Linked DNA regions of Sus scrofa: region 2 is linked to region 1. Evidence: chromatin contacts called from public Hi-C data. All regions are on one chromosome and are shown on one strand. The core of a region is the stretch at or near the end of the contact, and the rest is flanking DNA. Distances in the headings are between cores, read along the strand shown. Region 1 has its middle 26 kb from the start of LARP6. Region 2 holds the start of LRRC49 (leucine-rich repeat-containing protein 49).

Region 1 (4,703 bases), core at 592-3,091:
CCAGTAGATGACAATATGATGCTCCTTAAATAAGGCCGTATATGGAGAGGGTTTTATGAATTGAAAAGTATTCGGTAGGTATTAGTCATTCCCTTGCTCCCTGATCATCTCCAAAGACAAGTCCTCCTTCTGTGCTCTGGTGCTTAACCTGGGCCTCCCTTGGAAATCACCTAAAGAGCTTTTCAAAACTGCCTGGGCCCACCTGAGATAGCCTGACTTAATTGGTTCCCAGGTGCGGCCTGAGTGACAGTGGTTTTTAGACTCCCAGGATGATTCTGATGAGCGGGCAGCGCTGAGAAGCACTGATCCATTGGAATGAGGAGGGGACTTGGGATAAATTGAGGGAGTCTTGGAGACACCCTTCTTATTTGGGGCTGGGCTGTGGGCTCCTTTGTAGACCTCCGTGTGGCCCAGAGACCCTGAGCACCTTGCTTAGGGACCTGGTCTTCCTAAATCTCTGGCCAAACCTTCAGCCAGGGCATGGGCTTCCTGTTTGTGAGCATATCAGGACTTTCTTGAATAGCTTGACTGGGAAAGTCAGCCAACAGCATTTCTACAGATGTTTCATTATTTTTAATGAAAACCAGCTCCCTCTCCACGCTGGGGCCCAAAGCCTGCCGTACATCTCGACTTGAGGTGCTGGCAGAACATCCAAATTCCAAACACATGCAAAACACCACCCTCCACATGTGTCCAAAGTACACCTCATCTGCCACCCCCCCATCCCACTGCCCCTCCCCGCCACCTGCTCCTTCTGACTTCCCAGCTCAGCCAGTGACACCGCTGTCTTCCGTGTCACCCAGACTGGAGAAGAGGCTCTGTGAGATATGTGACAGATGTAGGTTCTGGACTTCGACAGCCTGGATTCAAATCCTGGTGACTTTTGACAAATGGCTTAGCTTCTCTGTGCCTCTGTTTCCTATCCCAGGAAAGGTGGATGATAATAATTCCTACTTGCGATTTGTCAGAACGAGTTAATTCCTATAAAATGCTTTCTAACTTGCACATAGTAAATGCTCCAAGGATGTGAGGTTGTCATATTTATACCTTCTTCCTCCCTTTTTCCCACACTCAGTCAACAACTCAGAGGTGTTGGTTCCAGCCCCGAAACGTTCCTTACATGCTCTTTCACTCCTCACATGCTTACTTCTATACACCCTCGTCCCAAGATCTTCCTGTCTCCAGTCCTTCTCTTTAATACATCCCCCATTGTGCCACCAAATCTGTCTTACTAAAGCAGAGTTCTGTTTGCATAACTTGACTACTTAAAAACAAAAAATTGCTGGCTGTTCCTTCCTGACTATAGCGTAAGGTCCAAACTGCCCCAATTTCCTGCTGTGCTGTGCATCTTGCCGGGAAGTCTCTCTGAACATTAGCTCAGTTGGTCCACAGCCCGTCGGGCTGTAGAGTGACCAAGCTGCAGGCCAGCTTCACATTCAGAATCACATTCATGCCTGTGTCTCGTTTACTATTGCATCACCCCTGGGTGTGGCTGGGTTGAAAAGGCTCTGGTTTTTGCCACACGGGACTGAACCACATGAGAAAACACTTTTTTAAGACACATTAGTCATTGATTATTTTTAAATGTTTTCCCTAAAATGTGAACTAGCTTTTTCCAGTAGTTTTTAGCTACATATTCTACTTCTTATGAGTTGTAAACATGCTGGAAAAGCTATCTAGAAACCATTGGCAAAACTCTAAGGAGGGAAGGATTGAAACAGCAGCACAGGTTTTGACTTCTTGTCTCTGATGCTGACTGATCCTGTTGAGTGCTCCTTCCCTCAGCAGAGAGGTAACCCTGCAGGTGACAGCCTGAGTACTTCCACCTCATGGAGCATCCCTCAGGAGGAGGATCATGCTGATGGGTCAGTCCTTTGCAATGCTGCCAGTGGAGCAGGGCCATGCCAGCCACTCATTTCTCTGGGAGCTGGAATAAATGGGGTGGTGAGGAACATGTCGGAAATGTGTACGCAGCCCACAGGTGAACTGGGCTACTTTCACGTGGACCAATTTCTAGTTAAGAAGCTGTTTAATTTCTGGTTTGCACAGCTGCTGGTTTGGAATCAGCTATAGGATAAGGAGAAGTAAGAGAGTCGTGTTATGACTGTATATAGACATCCAATTAAATTCCACAAACATTCTCTACTATGGGTAAAAAAGCAGCAGGCCGAAGAGCTTTGGATGAAAGATGAATCCTAAGTGATCCTTGCCCTTGCTGTAGCTGGAGTGTGTGGTAGCTTCATCATTGCAATTATGGTTAATTCACCTTCAAAGATAAATTTGGGAAGGTCAATTTGTGGCTGTTCAGAGAGGTAGCCCAGGGGCAAATTCCTCTCATTACTTCACTCTCTTAGTGCCCTCTAGTGTCCAAACTGGGACATAGCCCTGTCTGAAAGGAATATACCTGGCACTTGCAGAGTCCAGCTTACACTCACCATGGTTGGGAAACAAGAAAGACCCTAAATTCCAAACTGTGGGGACTATCTCATCTCTCTAAGCTCTAGTTTCCTCATGTGTAAAATGAGAATGATAATACCTACAACATCAGTGTTCTTGTGAGGGTGAAAGGGGATACTGTAATACATGCAAGGTACTCCAGAATAAAGAAATAGCTTCAAAACATACATCGTCGTTATAACTCTTGGTCATATACTCACCCTAAGAAGGGTGGGAAAGGCTTTTCCAGAGCACTGATCTCTTTGCATTATAGCAATTGTTTATGCACCATTTCTCAGCCGGATTATGAACAATGAGGTAAGAACCACATATCTCTCAACACATGGCATCTGGCCCATGGCCAGAGCTCAGGAAGTGTTTCTTGAATGGATACTGAGTAATAACTTATTTTCCTCAGTCTTTTTTTTTTTCCTTTTTTTTTTTTTTTTTGCTTCTGTTTCCCCATGTCCCCTTTCCGTCTGAACTCCCCTGTTGTGAACCCTCCCGACCCCCAGGAAGGACCACCCATGACAGTGGGGTTCTGAGGCTCCCCTATGGGGACAGTTCCATTCTTGAAGTGTCAGTGTTGGGGAATATCTGTGGCCTGCGAGGCCCATCTCAGGTTTGGGGATTCCCCCAGTCCCTATGCTCAGTATTGGGGTGCCCTCTGGAAGCCTCGTTTCTTTAAGGCTCCAGCCCCTCTTTTAGCTACCCTTGAATGGGTGTCACTCCTGTATTTATGGAAATAAAGTATCATTTACTCAGTGTGGCTTGATTCATTTCCAGGTGAAGGGGACCTGGCTCCCCAAGGAGGGTGGGGAGGGAGGGCCTGAGGCCTAGGTGCCCGGATAACTGCTCTGGGGTGGGACCCCCTTGGTGTTTCTGCTCTCTCAATGCCCATTCTCTGTGGGTTCCTGATTCTCTGCAGGTTCTTTCCTGCTGTGGACAATTCTTTTCCTGTCCCAGCCTATGATAGGGGGCTGAGCCCAGGGCACCAGTGGTTTGAGCCCCAGCCTCATGGGTGGAATGTGCCAGCCACCCCCAGGCTAGACGAGGGGGCTAAGGGTCAGGGTGGGCATTTGCTGCGCCCCTTTTCGACCTTTGTATGCCAGAACTGGGTGAGGGGCTGCACAATGAGCCTCCTCTTCCTTGAGAGAAGGAATCTTGGTGGAGACAATAAGGCCCTGTCTGCTCTGGCATGGGGGGCGGCAGCTGACTCAACTCTGCCCCCCTCCCCCCAAGGCCCTCACAAATGTCATCAAGAAATGGGGCAATTTTGCCCTCAGTGCCCTGGGCAGCCCCCCTCCCTCGCCCCTTTGTGATGTCCCCTTCTTTCTTTCCTCGGCGAGCTTGCTTTCTCTCCCATGACCTGACCCACTTTGTTCTCTGCCTCTCCCTGCCCCCCAGTTCCCCGGTCTGTGTTGGGTTGAAGGGCAGGGGACAAGGGCCAGGGGTACTGCTGGCGGTATAAAGCCAGCAGCCTCTGCTGATCTGGGAGAGGTCCAGAAATAAGGGGCCGCAGAGGGTTGAGAAGAGACTTCTAGGGCGCCCTTTGCTCGGCTGGAGGTGAAGGTAGCGGGATTTGGCCTCCACTGAATGGACCAAGCTCAAACTATGTAGGAGGCTTGCGGGAGGGGACAGGAATGGGAGGGCTCTGTCTGCCCGCCCCTCCTCTCCCTTGCAGCCCGTGTAGCCCGCCCACCAGTCTGAGCTGCTACTGTTGAGGCTGGTCGGCCTGAAGTCTCCCGGACAGAGGCACAGACAGGTGGGGAGAGAAAGTCAGTGGGGAAAGAGTGGGATCACTCAGAGTCTTAGAGTGCTTGTGCATTTGGGGGTGGTGTCGGAGGGGAGGGGAGTGGGTCCAGGGTGAATGGTGCTGTGGGGTGTGAGGGTAGAAGAAACATGTTTAAGGTGGGGTTTCTGGGAGTTCCTGTCGCGGCGCAGCGGAATAAAATCCGACTAGGAACCATGAGGTTGCGGGTTCGATCCCTGACCTCGCTCAGTAGGTTAAGGATCTGGCGTTGCCGTGAGCTGTGGTGTAGGTCACAGATGCAGCTCAGATCTGGCGTTGCTGTGCCTGTGGCATAGGCTGGCAGCTGTAGCTCCAAATAGACCCCTAGCCTGGGAACCTCCATATGCCGCGGGTGCAGCCCTAAAGAGCAAAAAAAAAAAAAAAAAAAGGTAGGGTTTCCGGGTGTGTGGGTTTGTGCACAAGTGTGAAGGGGTGGCATGATGAGAACTGAGATTTTGAAGGTGAGAAGATGAGG
Region 2 (4,180 bases), core at 1,336-3,835, 48 kb before region 1:
TCTAAATTTATTTTAAATTATTTGATAGGAGGACTGAAAAAAAAAATCAAAATTATCTCCTATGATTAGCTACAAAGAAACCCTAAATATATATCTTAGCATTATGATGCTTCTGACTCACCCATACTATAAAAATTATGATACCATTTATATTATATCCTGAATTATATAAACTAAAAGTATTTTCTTGTAATATATATCCACTCAAGAGAAAATGAATGGTTTGGAAAGAATCTGGATGAGGCACATAGTTCCTAGAAATACATTATGTATAATAGTAGACTAGGATTTGTCTAGTGAAATCAATCAGCAAACTTTGGAGGAAATCCATTTTGTCCAATTACAGTAAGGAATATTTTCAATTAATCTAGCTAACTACTGTTTACTCAAGATTATCAAATGGTCTATTTTTCCAAGTGTTTATTTTCAGATACATAATGTAATCAACAGCTGCCTCCCTGACCAGTGGTGTCCTTACATCCACTCTCCTTGGGCCCCTCCTTATCCTCCTCATGCTTTTACCTGTAAATTCTGCCCTTCACTTTCGAGTTCCTCCAGTAACATCTATTTAACAACTTTTTAGGAACAATCTGAACTGTGCCAATTGGAGGTGTCCAATTTGGTCAAAGAAGGAAAAATTGTGTTGTGTTTTGAGACACAGTTGTGTGGGAGATGGATGAGTATATTTGAGGGCTGGGGTGAGACAGGAGGGAAAGAAAAACATACGTATCTCAAAAATCAAATCAAAAGCCCTAAGTTATGGAAATGCCAGGGATAATGACGGCAAATTGTTTGGGAAAAAGAATCTCATGTTCCTATCTTATGAACTTCTAAATCATATGCTGCCAAATAGCATTAGGCTAATATATTTCCATGGCTAATCATTTTTCTCTGGAATGTTAGATATATGCCCCCAGATTATCACATTTTATCTATTATAAGACTCCATCAGTAGTAAGACATGCCATCATTTTACCTACTACTAAGAAAGAAAAACTTTCCCAATTAAACTATGATGTGCCATCAGTTTTAAGAAGGATCCTGATTCAAGAAATGCTTACATGTCAAAAAATAAAAAATAAACCTTACCTCTTGTAATTGATGAAATAAGATTCAGTTTTTACAAGAGGTGGTTTTTTGGTTTTGTTTTGTTTGATTTTTAAATTGATGTATAGTTTATTTACAATATTATGTTATTTTCATGTGTACAACATTGTGATTAAGTATTTTTATAGATGATACTCCATTAAAAGTTACTGCAAAATAATGGTTATAATTCCCTGAACTAGATACCATATATCTTTTTGATTTCTATTTTATGTATAGTAGTTTGTATCTCTTAATCCTATACCCAATTTGCTCCTCCCCCCCTTCCTTCTCTTCTTTGGTAACCACTAGTTAGCTTTATGTAGGCAGAAAATAAAATTTAGCTTTAGATTAGTGATCAAAATAAATATACTCAAAATTTCTAGTTCAGATTCTACTCTAAATCATGCTGTTTGTTCAGAATATAAAACAGTTTATATTCAATTTTAATACAAATCTGCTTAAATCTTACTTTGTTTTTTTCAGGAAGCGATGATGTCTGAATAACCAGATGAAGCCCACAATTCACCTACAATGTAAAAATTAAAATATGCTTTTAACACACACACACTCCTCCCCAAAACAGTACAGCTAAAGATATAACAAAAATTAGAATAAAATGGAATGCTTGCTTTTTGTTTCTTTTTTGTGGTAAACTATCATGTTCTGGGAATTTGCTGAAAACAATAAAATCAAGACTAAGAATTAGAAGGTTTCACTGTGGTTTATTTTCCAAAATGTCTGCAGCAATTTAACCCTCTACTTAGCACCTCAGGCTTTTGACACTTGCCATTTCAAGTCTAGGCAAATACCTCAGTGAGACAGGTGAAGGAGTTGGGGGTGCCTGTTAATAATAAATTATTTTCTTAATTTTAAAAAAAGTAATTGGCCAGTTAAAGGAATTTAAATGAACCCTAGCCTTTCACAGCAGACCAGCTCCACCTTCTGGGAAGCCCAGATCTACGACAAGACTTTGAATACCCATCACAATATAAAATACCCTCCAAGTGTCTTGGTCCAGTCCATGAATCTCAAGCCTCGGTCAGACAATAGCTTGAGTAGACTCAGCGGTCCGGGACCCAATAATACAGCCCATCACCTAGGACAAAGACGCCAGTTAGAAAGGACGCTACGAATGTGAGAAAAGTAGAAGACTCAACCTACGTTGCTCGCAGCTCGGCCAGAAACAGAGCGGTATTTTCCGGGAATCATGGCAGGAGACTGTCCAAGAAGATCTGTTAGATCTGCCTTAAAAGTGACGCTACAGCACAGATTCAAAGAGACCGAAAGGGGTCATCTCCCAGGCAACCCGCTCAGCAGTTACCATGGAAACTACCATTTCCGGTCTGGTCCTCTACCAAATCAACCGGCCAGTGCACCCGTTGGAGCCTCTGGTTATATTTGGAGGGCCCAATACGTCACTACTCCCTTGTTCTATTTTCCTGGCCAGAAAACAAGGGAGCAGGAATGTGGAGAGGAGGATAAGACCGGGAAAAGGCCGGCCACCTGGGTAGCTATGACAACCACCACTTCCGGTCCGTCCTTCTTTACGGCCCACCTCAGCTGGGCCCGCGCGAAATTTGTATCTCTGCCTGTGACCACTCTCCGGGGAGGATTGGAGGCAAGAGGAGGAGAAGGAGGATCTGCAAGAGCCTGGTACTCTCCGAGGTGGGGCCGCAGTTCGGCACTTCCGGCGGCTGGAGGTGGGGGGAAGACACGAGGCCGACGCTGCCTCTGCAGGTGAGGGCGCAGGCCCCCAGCTCCCCAGCCCCCTAGGCAGCTACTATTCCCGCCCGCTGCGTGGCCGCCCACTGCGGCAACACCACCAAGTCAGGGAAGTCGCTGTTCCGCTTCCCCAAAGACCGGGCGGTGCGGTGCAACCACTTCGTACGGGGCCGCCGCGCCGACTGGTATGGGGGCCGTGACCGCTCTGTCAATTGTTCTGACCACTTCGCTCCAGCCTATTTCAGTGTCTCTTCGGTGATCCAGAAGAACTTGGGCTTCTCCCAGCGCCTGAGACTCGTGGCGGGCGCGGTGCCCATCCTGCACTGGCTGTCCTCCCCTGCACCTAAAGGGGAAGAAGAAGGCGACCGAACGGGTGGCCCCGAAAAGGGAGAAGAACCCCAGACAGGCAGGCAGCCCGAGACCGCCCCGGGGCCGGCCTCCTGTACTGCCCTCTAAGCCAGGAAGAAGGTTGTGACTTCACAGGTAAAGGGCTTCTTCACAGTAGTCCATCGAGGGTCGTAAAAGCATCCCGGATCTGTGGCTAGGCTCCTCCATTTAGTGTCATCTTGGGAAAGTCACCTCATCTCGAAGTTTTCTATTTACTCAGTGATATCCAAGAGCCTATTTAGCACTGACACTTTGGAATTAGAATTCCTTCTACCTCCTCTTCCCCAAACTAACTCTCACTCTCTCTTCTCTCTTCCTCCCTCTCTCATCCTTCACAGTTACCTCCACTCTCTGCTCCTGAGATTTTAACAGAAAGGGTTTAATTTGAGCACATCTCAAGGAATGAGGTGTTTAAAACTATTTCTGTACAGCATAGTACATAAGCATACTGTCAAAACAATGGGGGAAGTAGAGATGCTGATGAGGTTGAGTCTTGCTGACAACCCCTTCCCACTCCTAAACTTCCTCTTGACCAGCTGCCTTTAAATTAAATCATTCTAAAGAGATGAATTTTCCTACCTTGCTCTCTTCTGCCTGCTTTCTCCGGTATTCATAAGCATTGATTATACTTATTTTGCACCGGGTCACTACTGTCTTCCCCACTTCCCATCTTAATACTTCCTAGCCTTCTTTGAGTTAGTCAAACTTCAGCCCTACCACCATAACATAGATTAAATTATGACTGTTAACTGGATCTAAAAGGTGTTCAGTTTTAGAGATAGAAAGAATTCACCAATAAATCAAATGATCTGTAAGTGACATTTTGGCTTTGAATATAAAGTGGTAGCTGTAGAATTTTAGAGCTGAAGGAAACCTAGGTGCTCATCTAGTCCAAACTCACAATTTATGCAGAAGGAAGCCAATATAGGAGGTTAATTTACTCAAGAGCCTATAATCTTTTCTCTAGGTCTAATTCCCAGAT

What was found. Hi-C and Micro-C count contacts between places; a contact is called where the count stands out from the background.
Region 2: a Hi-C map of embryonic fibroblasts shows a contact between it and region 1, with 5 times the contacts expected there. The contact joins the promoter of LRRC49 here to the enhancer-like site in region 1. A contact is called at or near these places in 1 of 5 promoter capture datasets (liver), 20 of 47 Hi-C or Micro-C datasets (adipose tissue, alveolar macrophages, brain and 12 more) and 2 of 2 datasets of contacts at active chromatin or transcription factors (alveolar macrophages and skeletal muscle).

Annotation. Positions count from the first base shown.
Region 1 is chr1:168,502,104-168,506,806 of Sscrofa11.1, reverse strand. It overlaps the pseudogene LOC100522295. Among named protein-coding and RNA genes, the nearest start is that of LARP6, 26 kb to the left of the region's middle. Within about 2 kb of position 1,841, at least 15 of the 83 cell types and tissues checked have an H3K27ac peak or open chromatin away from gene starts, as enhancers often do. A contact at or near this core is called in adipose tissue, embryonic fibroblasts, omental adipose tissue and 2 more, where this site is marked.
Region 2 is chr1:168,551,766-168,555,945 of Sscrofa11.1, reverse strand. It overlaps LRRC49 (leucine-rich repeat-containing protein 49), which reads right to left and starts at 2,585. Exons shown (of 18, transcript XM_001928481.7): 1 at 2,251-2,585; 2 at 1,559-1,615. The coding sequence starts at 2,298.